Linked DNA regions of Sus scrofa: all the other regions are linked to region 1. The links are chromatin contacts, called in public Hi-C maps. All regions are on one chromosome and are shown on one strand. The core of a region is the stretch at or near the end of the contact, and the rest is flanking DNA. Distances in the headings are between cores, read along the strand shown.

Region 1 (3,399 bases), core at 406-2,905:
TGTCTGAATGAATACTCCGTCCCACAACCCACCCAAACCCGAACTCTTCCTCTCTCCCTCTAGCCAATTTCACAATTAGTAGTAGGATTACTATTTTGCCATGTAACTCTCCACGCTTAATAACGACTACATCCCAACTTATATTTAACCTTAAAGGGAAACTCTGCTTCCTCGCGATCTAAGCTGCCACCAAAGTTGCCACTTTTCCGTGAAAAAAGACATCCGTCCTCCACCCCAACTCCACCTCCCTCCTCCCGCCCTGCCCACCCTAAAGACCGAAATTCTGGGGATGTCAGGGCTGGAAGTCCCGTTTGTCTCTGATACTTCTCAGTTCTCGCCTCTGCTTTGTTTGCTCTGCAAGTGTTTCACAACTACGAGAGGACCAAATAAGGGGGGTGGGGGCAGCTTTTCACTTTCCTCTAGCTTGGGGGTCGGTCTTGTGTTTTGCTGTTTTTTTTTTTTTTCCGGGGAGGGGGGCGTTTAAGGCTTCTCCGTGCACTGTTTGCAGAGGCTGGAAGAGACGCTATTGAACAGGGCGCACTTCTCCGGGCAGGAGGCGGCCGGGGGCAGCCCGGCACTGAAAGGGTAGCCGGCAGCCTGCTCGTAGGCGCCGAGAGCCGGGTGCAGGGCAGCGGCCGCCGCCGCCGCCGCCGCGGAGCTGGGCAGCGAGGCGGCCGAGATGGCCTGGCCCTGATTGAGGTAGGCGACGAGGCGCCGCATCTCCTCCAGGGCCTGCGCCTGCATGAGGATGTAGTTCTTGGCGAGCAGCAGCGTGGCGATCTTGGAGAGCTTCCGCACCGAGGGGCTGTGCGCGTAGGGGATCACCGCGCGCAGCTCGTCCAGCGCGTCGTTCAGGTCGTGCATCCGCCGGCGCTCCCGGGCGTTGATGTTGAGCCGCAGCGCCTTTTGCTCTTTGGATTTCTTGCTGCTGCCGCCGCTGCCGCCGCTGCCGCCGCTGCCGCCACCACCCCCGCCGCCTGCTCCGCCGCCGCCCGGGCCCCCCGGGGGGGCGTTGGCGCCGCCGTGGAGGTGGGCGTTGGAGCAGCCCTCGGCCGCCTTGGCGCTGCCGCCTCCCGCGCCCGGGGAGGCCCGCGGGTCGGCGCCCCCGGCCCGCAGCACCAGCTCGCAGCGGCCGTCGCTGTCGTCGTCGGGGCTCTGCTCGCCGCCGCTGCTCTCGACCACCGAGCCCCGGCTGGCGCTCTCGCCGTATTTGAGGCATAGGGCGGCCCCGGCCGGCAGGCTGCTCAGGCTAGGGTCGCCCCCAACGCCGGCAGAGCCCGCCAGCAGCCCCGGGACGCCCACCCCGCCGCCGCCGCCGCCTCCTCCCGCGCCGCCACCGCCGCCTCCCCCGGGCGGCGGCAGCAGCAGCCCTGCCCCCTCGGGGTCAGCCGGCTCGAAGCAGCCCAGGGGCGACGAGGAGGAGGACGCCGGGCGCTCCCGAGGCGGCGGCGCCAGGGACAGGTCCATGCCCGGGGGCGTGGAGCGGAAAGCCGCCTCTAAGCGCTTGGCGGCGGAGGCGCTCAGGCTCTTGTGCAGGAAGAGGTCGTCTTCGCCCGCGGCGGCCGCGCCGAGGTGCAGCCCGCGCTCCATGGTCCGGCGCCGGCGCGCAGCCCGGGCCCGCCGCGCCGGCCGCCGCCGCCTCGGCTCGGGAGGCAGGCGGCGCCGAAGACGCACCCGAGCCGGGCTCCGGGGCTGGTGCGTGCGTCGGTCCCGGTGCTGAGTGCAGCCCTCTCCCCTTCTTTTTCTTTTTCGCCTTCCCCCGCGCTCGCCGCCTCCTCTTCTTCTTCCTCTTCGTCTCCAGCCGGTGGTGCTGGCTGCTGGGGCTCACCATGGGCCGCGGCCCCGCATGGTGGGAGGGTGGGCGCGGAGGGAGTGGAGCCGCCGCCGCCGCCGCTCTGAGCCCAGCCCCGCGCCTCCTCTCCGCACCGTTTATCTTGCTTGGATTCACCTTCAAGAGATTTCCGGACCCATCAACCAGCCGCTGCCACAGACGGGGGAGTCTTTTACATCATTATCTCTGAGTAGGTTATTATGAAGAAGAGTCGCCTGTTGGGACAGCGCTTTCTACCCAATCAGGTTAACGTTTTAATTAATAGGATTAAAACGGTAACAAACAATCGCAGGCGCTATCTGGCCGCGAGTCTGAATAGTTTCATTTCCCAGGTCTGAAGACAGGCAGCAGCTAGCGCTTTATAAAAGGCGCCTGCTCCATTATTCTGCCTGCCATCTGTATACACAGCTTAGCGCATATGTTTGCAAGGCGCTGGGTCCTGTTAGTAACCCAACAACTGCCTTTAGCTTGACATGTGTGGCGACTTTCACTCATCAATGAGCACACTAAAAGCCCTACTTAGAGCCGAGGATGTTCTTTGCTCCTTCAGCAAATTGTGGATCTGCGGCGAAGCCCGGGAGTCCCATGGAAAGCAGACGTCCCCCCCCGTACCCCACCCCCCACTGCCCTTCCCTCGCCACTGCGGTCTCATCTTGTGCCACATGGCCCTTCCAGGCGAGACGCTACTCCACCCTTGTTCATAGGATGACTCTGGTCTAGATTGGAGATGGGACTTTGGGGGGGGGGCAGGTGGTGTCCCTGTGGTGTCCCCGCTGGCTTGCCCCCAAGATTTTTAGCTAGTAAGGGACCAAAGCAATCGCCCCCCCACCCAACTTGAACACACTGCTTTATTCCGCCCTAGCCCCCCTCCCCCTTGCCCATTCCCGTCCCAGATTGGGAAAACAAAACAAAATAAAGAGCAAGGTGATTATGCAGCCCATTAGATTTTTTTAAGGGGGGGGGTGCGCTTTTGCCGCGGTCTCCAAATAGCTGTTCCAGTGATGGTGGTTATGAAGCACAGGGATTTCCTAAACAGGAAAGAACTGTTTGCTGAAACTTTCTTCAAGATTAAAATCCAGTTGTTTTAGAATAGTCAACTTCACCAGGAGTCAAATCCTCTCACGAACCAAGTGGGGCATTTGTGCATATTTATTTAGCTGGAAATGTCGCCGCCGCAGCAAGGAAGCCATTCAGGGACGTCTGAGTCTGCTGCGGTTGTTTTTGGAGGAAGAGCAAAGGGAGAAGTGTGAAAACAAGTGCTCCTCTCAGGATGGGAAACAGTACACGCGGTCCTCCAGCTCCTGCGTCCCATGTCTGGGAGTACATGGTATTTAGCGGCTGGTTTTCATCCTTATGACATAAGTAAAAACAATATTTCCCAACACCGCCAATAAATCTTTCTTATGTGGCAGAATTACTGAAGCCTATGAAATTTTGGGTTTCTCTGGTCTCATTAAAAACCTTTTAATTGTGGCTTTCAGAGTTGGCCCCAGGTGTTGGACTCTTTTCATTACATTTTGCTCTAATGTGATGAAATTCTAATTCTCTCCTTACCATATGGTTAAATT
Region 2 (3,399 bases), core at 391-2,890, 460 kb before region 1:
TAGATTCTAGCTTAAAACTGAACGATGTCATAGTTTGCATAATATCCACAGCACTGATTCTCAGATGACCCAGGGCTCTCTTGACCTGGGACTCTTTCAAACCTCTATTCAAATATTTTTATATTTGACACTTCAGAGCTTTTATTCCCTTCAGTCAGTCCACCCTGAGTCCATTGTCGGTAGTCCGATGCTACAGCTGCCTGGCTCAGCTAGCTCCTGGCACCCACTGGTTGGTTGAAAACATGGATTCTGGACAATAAAAACACAGCCACCCAAGAACTACCTCCAGGCACTACTTAAATGTCGCTTTGAGTAACTAAACAACTCAATGCTGTTTGCTTCCTAAGAGGAGAGCTGAATTAAAGGATTCCTTCCTTAACTGCAGTGAAGGAGTCATTGTTCCTCAACTTCTTTATTCCTCCTCACCTCAAACATCCCACCCACGGCATTAGCATTTTGGGAACATTCTGACTTCTGGCCGAAACAGCCTTCCACAGCAAGATCCAGGACCAAGGAGGAAGGAAGGAAGGAACAGGACTGGAGAGTTTCTAAGATTGTCTTTCCCTTATTAATTTTGAGCCATTGCCATTTGCTAAGTCATTTCCATGAACTTGAGGAGAAATAGGCTGTGTTGTGTGAATAAAGCCCATTAACTGAGAGTGTAAATTCTGACAGCATGTCATGGAGATAAATATTTGAAAATCTGAATATACTATAAACATGCCATTTTTCTTGGTATCTCTTCTCACTGTTCTACAGAGCATTCATGACATTGAAATTTATATTGACATTTTGGTCTAGTTTCCAAGAATATGAACTCCTTATAGAAGCTTAAGACTATTTAGATCACTGCTTTATCCCAAAAGACTCAGTCAGTAAATGTTTATTGAATGAATCACTCTAAAAGGAATATTCTTACAAGGCAAATAATTATAAATATTTAAACAATACCTTATTGCTAGCATTTAAAGTAATTTCTCAACAGATTTAGTGAATGAGACAAGACTATTGAATAAGTTATAGTATTCGACCTTAATTTTCCATCCCTGGCCTCTGCCTTTTTTTTTTTTTTTTTGGCCATGCCCACAGCATGCAGAAGTTCACAGACCAGGGATCAAACTCACACCACAGCAGTGACAATGCCAGATCCTTAACCTGCCAGGCCAACTGGGAACTCCTCCGCCTTCTTTTTGGAACTGTGTGTACTGATTTGGTGTGCTTTCCCACAAACATAAACATTTGTTAATTTTTATAAGAAAAAGTAGTGGAGCATGGTTAAAATTCACATCGTGGCCTGTACTTTAAGCATTCTAGCCTACAAATAATGATTTTTCCTGTAATGTATTTGTGGCTGCTCTCATGTGTGAAAATTTTATAAAATTTTTTATTTGCTCTTTTCATTGGTTTGCTATTGACACCATCACAAATTGCCACAAACTTAGTGGCTTAAAACTACATGAAAGCATTTTCTTAGCCTTCTGGAGATCCAAAGCCCAAAATCAGTTTCAATGAGCTGAAGTCAAAGTGTTACGAAGCTGGCTCCCTCCTGGTCTCTGGGAAAGGATTCCTTCCTTAACTGCTCTAGCTTCTAGGGGCTGCCTGCACTCTTGGGCCCCTCCCTCCTTCCTGCATCTTAAAGCCAGCAATGCTTATCTTGCTTCTGCTTTCGCAGGGCTGCCTTCTTCCTCTGTAGTCCCATCCCCCCTCTACTTCTCTTACAACAAAACAGATGACTACAGGAGTTCCCATTGTGGCTCAGTGGGTTAAGATCCTGATGCTATCTCTCTGAGGATGTGGGTTCAATTCCTGGCCTCACTCAGCGCATTAAGTATCTGGCGTTGCTGCGAGCTGCAACTTACTTCACAGATGTAGCTTGGATCTGGTGTTGCTCTGGCTGTGGTGTGGGCTGGCAGCTGCAGCTCCTATTCGACCCCTAGCCTGGGAACTTCCATATGCCCCAGGTGCAGCCGTAAAAAGAAAAAAAGAAAACCTTATGATTACAGTTAGGGCCCACTCGTATAATCTAGGAAAAGCTCCCCATCTCAGGATCTTTAACTTAACCATACCTGTAAAGTCCCTTTTGCCATATGAGGTAACATTTACAGCTTCCAGGAGTTAGAACCTAGATATATTGGGGGCAAGGGGTCCGTTATCCAGGCCACCTCACCTTTCTCTGAATTTAATTTCTGTACTGAATCTATGATGCTCTTCTAATAAAAAGTTTTAAAATATGCACTGAAACCTCTCTTTTTAAAGATGCTATTTGCTACTTTGTGTTTTAAAGAATTAAATAGTTTTAATAGAAACATGCTAAATTAAATTTTCACAGGAAATGCAAATTTTCAGCAAGGTGTCATCTCCAACATGTCCCTTAGCGGTGAGACTGTGGACAATTGCCGAAGGTCACAGGGTTGGAGAACAAGTTAGTTTGGTCAATGTACTCTTCACACCTCAGGAAACAGGACCAGAAACTGATATTATTTATTTCATTCTTCTGAGACTTCTCCCCTTCTGTTAGCTTTTTTCCTTGCGGAAGATGAAAATATTAAAAACAGAAAACATATGTTTACTCAGTCTTACATTCCCGCCTGGACTGACACATAGTTCTGAATATGCCACACCTTCTAAAATGTTCCTCTCCATCTTTCCCAGGCCAGCTCCTAGCCTCCGAAAAGCTCCGTCAACTCTCTCCTTCGCTGTTGGCACTTTCTCAGCCTTTACAGTGCAGTTGAGGAGTCACTGTCTGGGGAAGCCTTCTTAAAGCCCTCCCACAAGCGCTCAGCCAGCCCTGTCACTCTCCGGTTGCTCATCATCCTGAAGCACGCATATCTATTTTATTGGTCTGTCTCTTCTTCTAGGCTGTGCGCACCATAAGAGTACCATGCCCTTTAGACTATAACACCTGGCCCATTCTTGCTGGCACAGAGTGGGTGTTCACTGAATGTATGTGAATAAGTAACGGTTCCTTCAATCATTGTGTGCTGACTGAATGAAGTTTCACTCACCAGTGAGTTTTCCTCACTTCATTAAGTTTTCTAACTTTGCAACTTTTGACACATGCGGGCTTTGTAGAAAGTGAGGTGTTGTAAAAATGGGAAACGTTTCTCACTTATCAATGTTGATATCATTAAAACATAAAGCTGTAAAATATTTTATATTATTTGGGGGTATGGTCATATGGATCACATCATACACTGGCACATGAGCATGTGGTTCGGTCCAGATGGGGTAATTCCAGATGGAACAAGGATGTGTCAATATCCCTTTGAAGACAGTGCCAGCCCATCATATGGGCTCCACCTAAGGACTCTGACAAAGGGACCATTTTTACATAAGGGTACTACAGTTGCATCTGTCACCACACATAGCTAACTAACATTTCACTTCCAGTGAAAGCAC
Region 3 (3,399 bases), core at 548-3,047, 300 kb before region 1:
GTTGAGGGTTTCCCTGGGCTTGCTCAGGGGGTTAAGGATCTGGCATTGCTGTGAGCTGTGGTGTAGGTCGCAGACACGGCTTAGATCCTGTGTTGCTGTGGCTGTGGTGTAGGCCGGCAGCTGTAGCTCCGATTCAATGCCTAGCCTGGGAACCTCCATATGCTGCGGGTGTGGCCCTAAAAAAACAAAAACAAAAACAAAAACAAATTTACCTGTTTCATGATGGGGATTTTCAATGTGCACATTCTTGTCTTCCTTTAGTTCAGGAAACTCTCGGTATTACGCCATAATTACTGAGATTTAGTTCATAATTTTTCTTTAGAAACCTTGTTTGTGTATTGAATCTCCAGGCTATATCTTTAAAAACTGTCCCATTATTTTTTTGGGGGGGAGGGACTTTTTCTCTGAGTTCTGAGAAAGCATTTCAAGTTTATCCTCCAGATTCCCCTGCTCTATTATCTACATTGGCAATTCTGCTTTTTATTGATCCCAGTGATGATTCTGCATTTCTTCAACTTAATCATTACTTTAAAAAGTAATTTTTACAATGTGTATGTAAATTTAGGAGTATGTTATAGTTTATATACATATAATGTATATATTATAATATATACATATAGTTTATATGCATTATATGTATATATTTTAAAGTAATTTTTTAATTTTCCAAGCTCTGATTAACCTATGTAAATTTAGGAGTATGTTATAGTTTATATACATATAATGTATATGTTATAATATATACATATAGTTTATATACATTATATGTATATATTTTAAAGTAATTTTTTAATTTTCCAAGCTCTGATTAACCTCAGCCTGCAGCTCATTAACTGGTTTCCTTTCAAACTCATTAGACTTCTCAGGTCTATTTTTATTTATTTGTTGTTAGATAATTTATTGCAGTACAGAGAGGGGTTAAGAAAATGGATACAGTGAACACAGCTAAATTAATGCGAGTGACAGAAGGAGCTATTTAGAGTTAAATGTTACTGTGACAGTTCAGTCTTTACAAGACAACTGAAGAATCTCTTGTATTCTGTCTGGTTAAGGATAAAGTTAATTGAAGAAGAAAGAAGAGAAAAATGTCATTAGAGGCTCTTAAAGAACTATACAAGGACACAGAACCAGGAAGTAAAAACCTAGATCATGCTTTGGCGATGGAAATTAATGTGGAACCCCGATATCTCCTAAGTAACTTAGAAAATCTCTACAGAGATGGACACCTAAAGTTAGTCTGATGGGATCAACATGCAGATAGAACTTGGAAAGTAATGTAAATATAACATCATTTGTGTCATAGATTGGCAGGACCTGTGGGAGAGGGGTTATACCACTAATTACAACATTACAACACATGCTATTATTAAATTATCTGAAACGATCTTACTGCGATGCTTCAGCAATCATAACACCAAAATTCCCAGCCTCCCTCTCTCCCCATGGAGATCTGCTGGGCTCAGAATGGCCTTTAGTCACTGTGATTTGAACTGTAGTCTCCTACATGGCCACTAGTCCCAAAGCTGGGTGGTTTCCCAAGTTTCAAAAATATCCATTTTCAGTTCATTGCCCTTTCTGTGCTTGTTGCTCTTCTATGGGGGAAACTGGACAAACCTGTAAAATAAACTACAAGTTTCTTGCCCTTCTCCCTTTGCTCATTGCCACCATTTGTGTTCTTCTTGGAGTAAATACTTTTGAATCTGAGCTGGGAGTTAACAACTGGGAAACACTCACAGCCTTTGAAAGGTATCGGCTCTCTCCTTTTCCATCACATTCTTCTCCTATTTAGACTCTTCTGATACTAGGAAGCAAGGAAATGAATCACTTCCCCAGAACCTTCACAGCTACAGTGCCCCCTTGTGCAACCTGATAAGGGCCAGGCTGGCGGAGATCCAAGAGAAAGAAAAAAAGGCTAAAATAGGATTATTTTAGGGTTTCATTTCCAAATATATCGAGGAGCCAAAATGCATTTTCACACACGGCAGTTTTTTCAGTTTTTTTTTTTCCTTTCATTGCCTATACAAAGGAAAACACTGTGTTTTCAAAAAGGGGAAATCCACCTCTGAAATTATGGAACACTGACACAGCATCATTCATCTTGGCAAAAGCTGACTGAGCAGATGATGTAGATCCACTTAACTTGGACTCAATCAAAGGTTTTGCTATTTTCATTTCACAGGCCAGATGTAGCTCATCATCGGTTGGAATCAATTCCAGAAGAGGTGTTAAGAGTCTGTTGGTCCAAGAGAAAGTCTGATCCAGGCACCAAAAAGAGCCATGAGGAAAATGGATACTATCTCCACTGATCTCCCAACAATTTAGTTAGTCCAACATCAAGTTCAGATTAAGCAGGGGGGGTAATCTAGAAGTGATGCTATCTTAGTTCATTTATAAATTATTAAATCCTCAGTCATTGTGAAATAATCTCCCACATCCTATCTCTGTGAAGACACTGTCATATCTGAATGGCTAGAAAAACTAAATAATCAGTACACACACTCTTGGTTTCCTATAAATAAGAAAAGCTAGAAACCAATACCTTGCCGGGAATATGCTTAATTGGGCTACTTGAGTCAGCTGTGTTAACTTGATCGTGACCACCAAATGCTTTATAATTTGTTACCACAGCTCCTACACTTCAAATGAAAACAAATGCTCAATTTATTGGATAGAATACAATGAATCAATATTACCTGTCTGAAAGAGAAAGTTTAAAAAGAAGTTTAGAACCTTTTTTTTTTTTTCATGCATATTCCGGTTCAACTGTCATCTTTTTGTTGAAGCTTTTCCAGTAATATTTAATCTTTTACATGTTTTCTTGTTATCAATTAGTGGCCTTTATTTTCAGCTTAGGGACTTTATTATGTTAACTACCTTTAACATTTTTGTAAGGCTGTTTTAGTGGTGATAAACTCCTTTAGCTTTTGCCTGTCTGGAAAACTCTTTGTTTCTCCTTCAATTCTGATTGATAACTTTGCCAGGTAGATTATTCTAAGTTAAAGTTCAAGATATCCCATTATGTAACTGTAAAAATTTCCCATTGGTAACATCATACTCAGTGGTGAAAAACTGAAAGCTTTTCCTCCAAAATCAGAAACAAAGCAAGGATGCTCACTCTTGCCACTTATATTCACCTCAGCACTGGAAGTTTTAGCCAGAGTTATTAGTAAAGAAACGTAAGTAAAAGGCATTCAAACTGGAAAGAAAGAAGTAAAATTACCTGTGTGCTGATGACATAAATTTATACATATAAAATCCTCAAGATTCCATCCATAAAACTAATGGAACTAATAAATGAATACACTAAAATTGCAGGAAATGAAATCAAAATACAAAAATCAGTTCCATTTCTATACATTAACAATTAACTCTCCAAAAAAGAAATTAAGAAATAAATCC

Evidence for each region. Hi-C and Micro-C count contacts between places; a contact is called where the count stands out from the background.
Region 2: a Hi-C map of liver shows a contact between it and region 1, with 6 times the contacts expected there. The contact joins the enhancer-like site here to the promoter of BHLHE22 in region 1. A contact is called at or near these places in 6 of 47 Hi-C or Micro-C datasets (embryonic fibroblasts, fetal heart ventricle, heart right ventricle and 1 more) and 1 of 2 datasets of contacts at active chromatin or transcription factors (skeletal muscle).
Region 3: a contact with region 1 is called in a Hi-C map of liver, with 4 times the contacts expected there. The contact joins the enhancer-like site here to the promoter of BHLHE22 in region 1. A contact is called at or near these places in 4 of 47 Hi-C or Micro-C datasets (embryonic fibroblasts, fetal skeletal muscle, heart right ventricle and 1 more) and 1 of 2 datasets of contacts at active chromatin or transcription factors (skeletal muscle).

Annotation. Positions count from the first base shown.
Region 1 is chr4:69,801,720-69,805,118 of Sscrofa11.1, forward strand. BHLHE22 (class E basic helix-loop-helix protein 22) reads right to left here and starts at 1,656. Exons shown (of 1, transcript XM_003481394.4): 1 at 1-1,656. The coding sequence starts at 1,590. The coding sequence ends at 481.
Region 2 is chr4:69,338,836-69,342,234 of Sscrofa11.1, forward strand. All of the region lies in intron 3 of LOC110260285 (a long non-coding RNA gene), which reads left to right. All of the region lies in intron 6 of LOC102167557 (a long non-coding RNA gene), which reads right to left. Among named protein-coding and RNA genes, the nearest start is that of ARMC1, 360 kb to the left of the region's middle. Within about 2 kb of position 1,641, at least 4 of the 83 cell types and tissues checked have an H3K27ac peak or open chromatin away from gene starts, as enhancers often do. A contact at or near this core is called in liver, where this site is marked.
Region 3 is chr4:69,499,629-69,503,027 of Sscrofa11.1, forward strand. All of the region lies in intron 4 of LOC110260285 (a long non-coding RNA gene), which reads left to right. The region is part of intron 3 of LOC102167557 (a long non-coding RNA gene); the gene reads right to left. Among named protein-coding and RNA genes, the nearest start is that of BHLHE22, 300 kb to the right of the region's middle. Within about 2 kb of position 1,798, at least 3 of the 83 cell types and tissues checked have an H3K27ac peak or open chromatin away from gene starts, as enhancers often do. A contact at or near this core is called in liver, where this site is marked.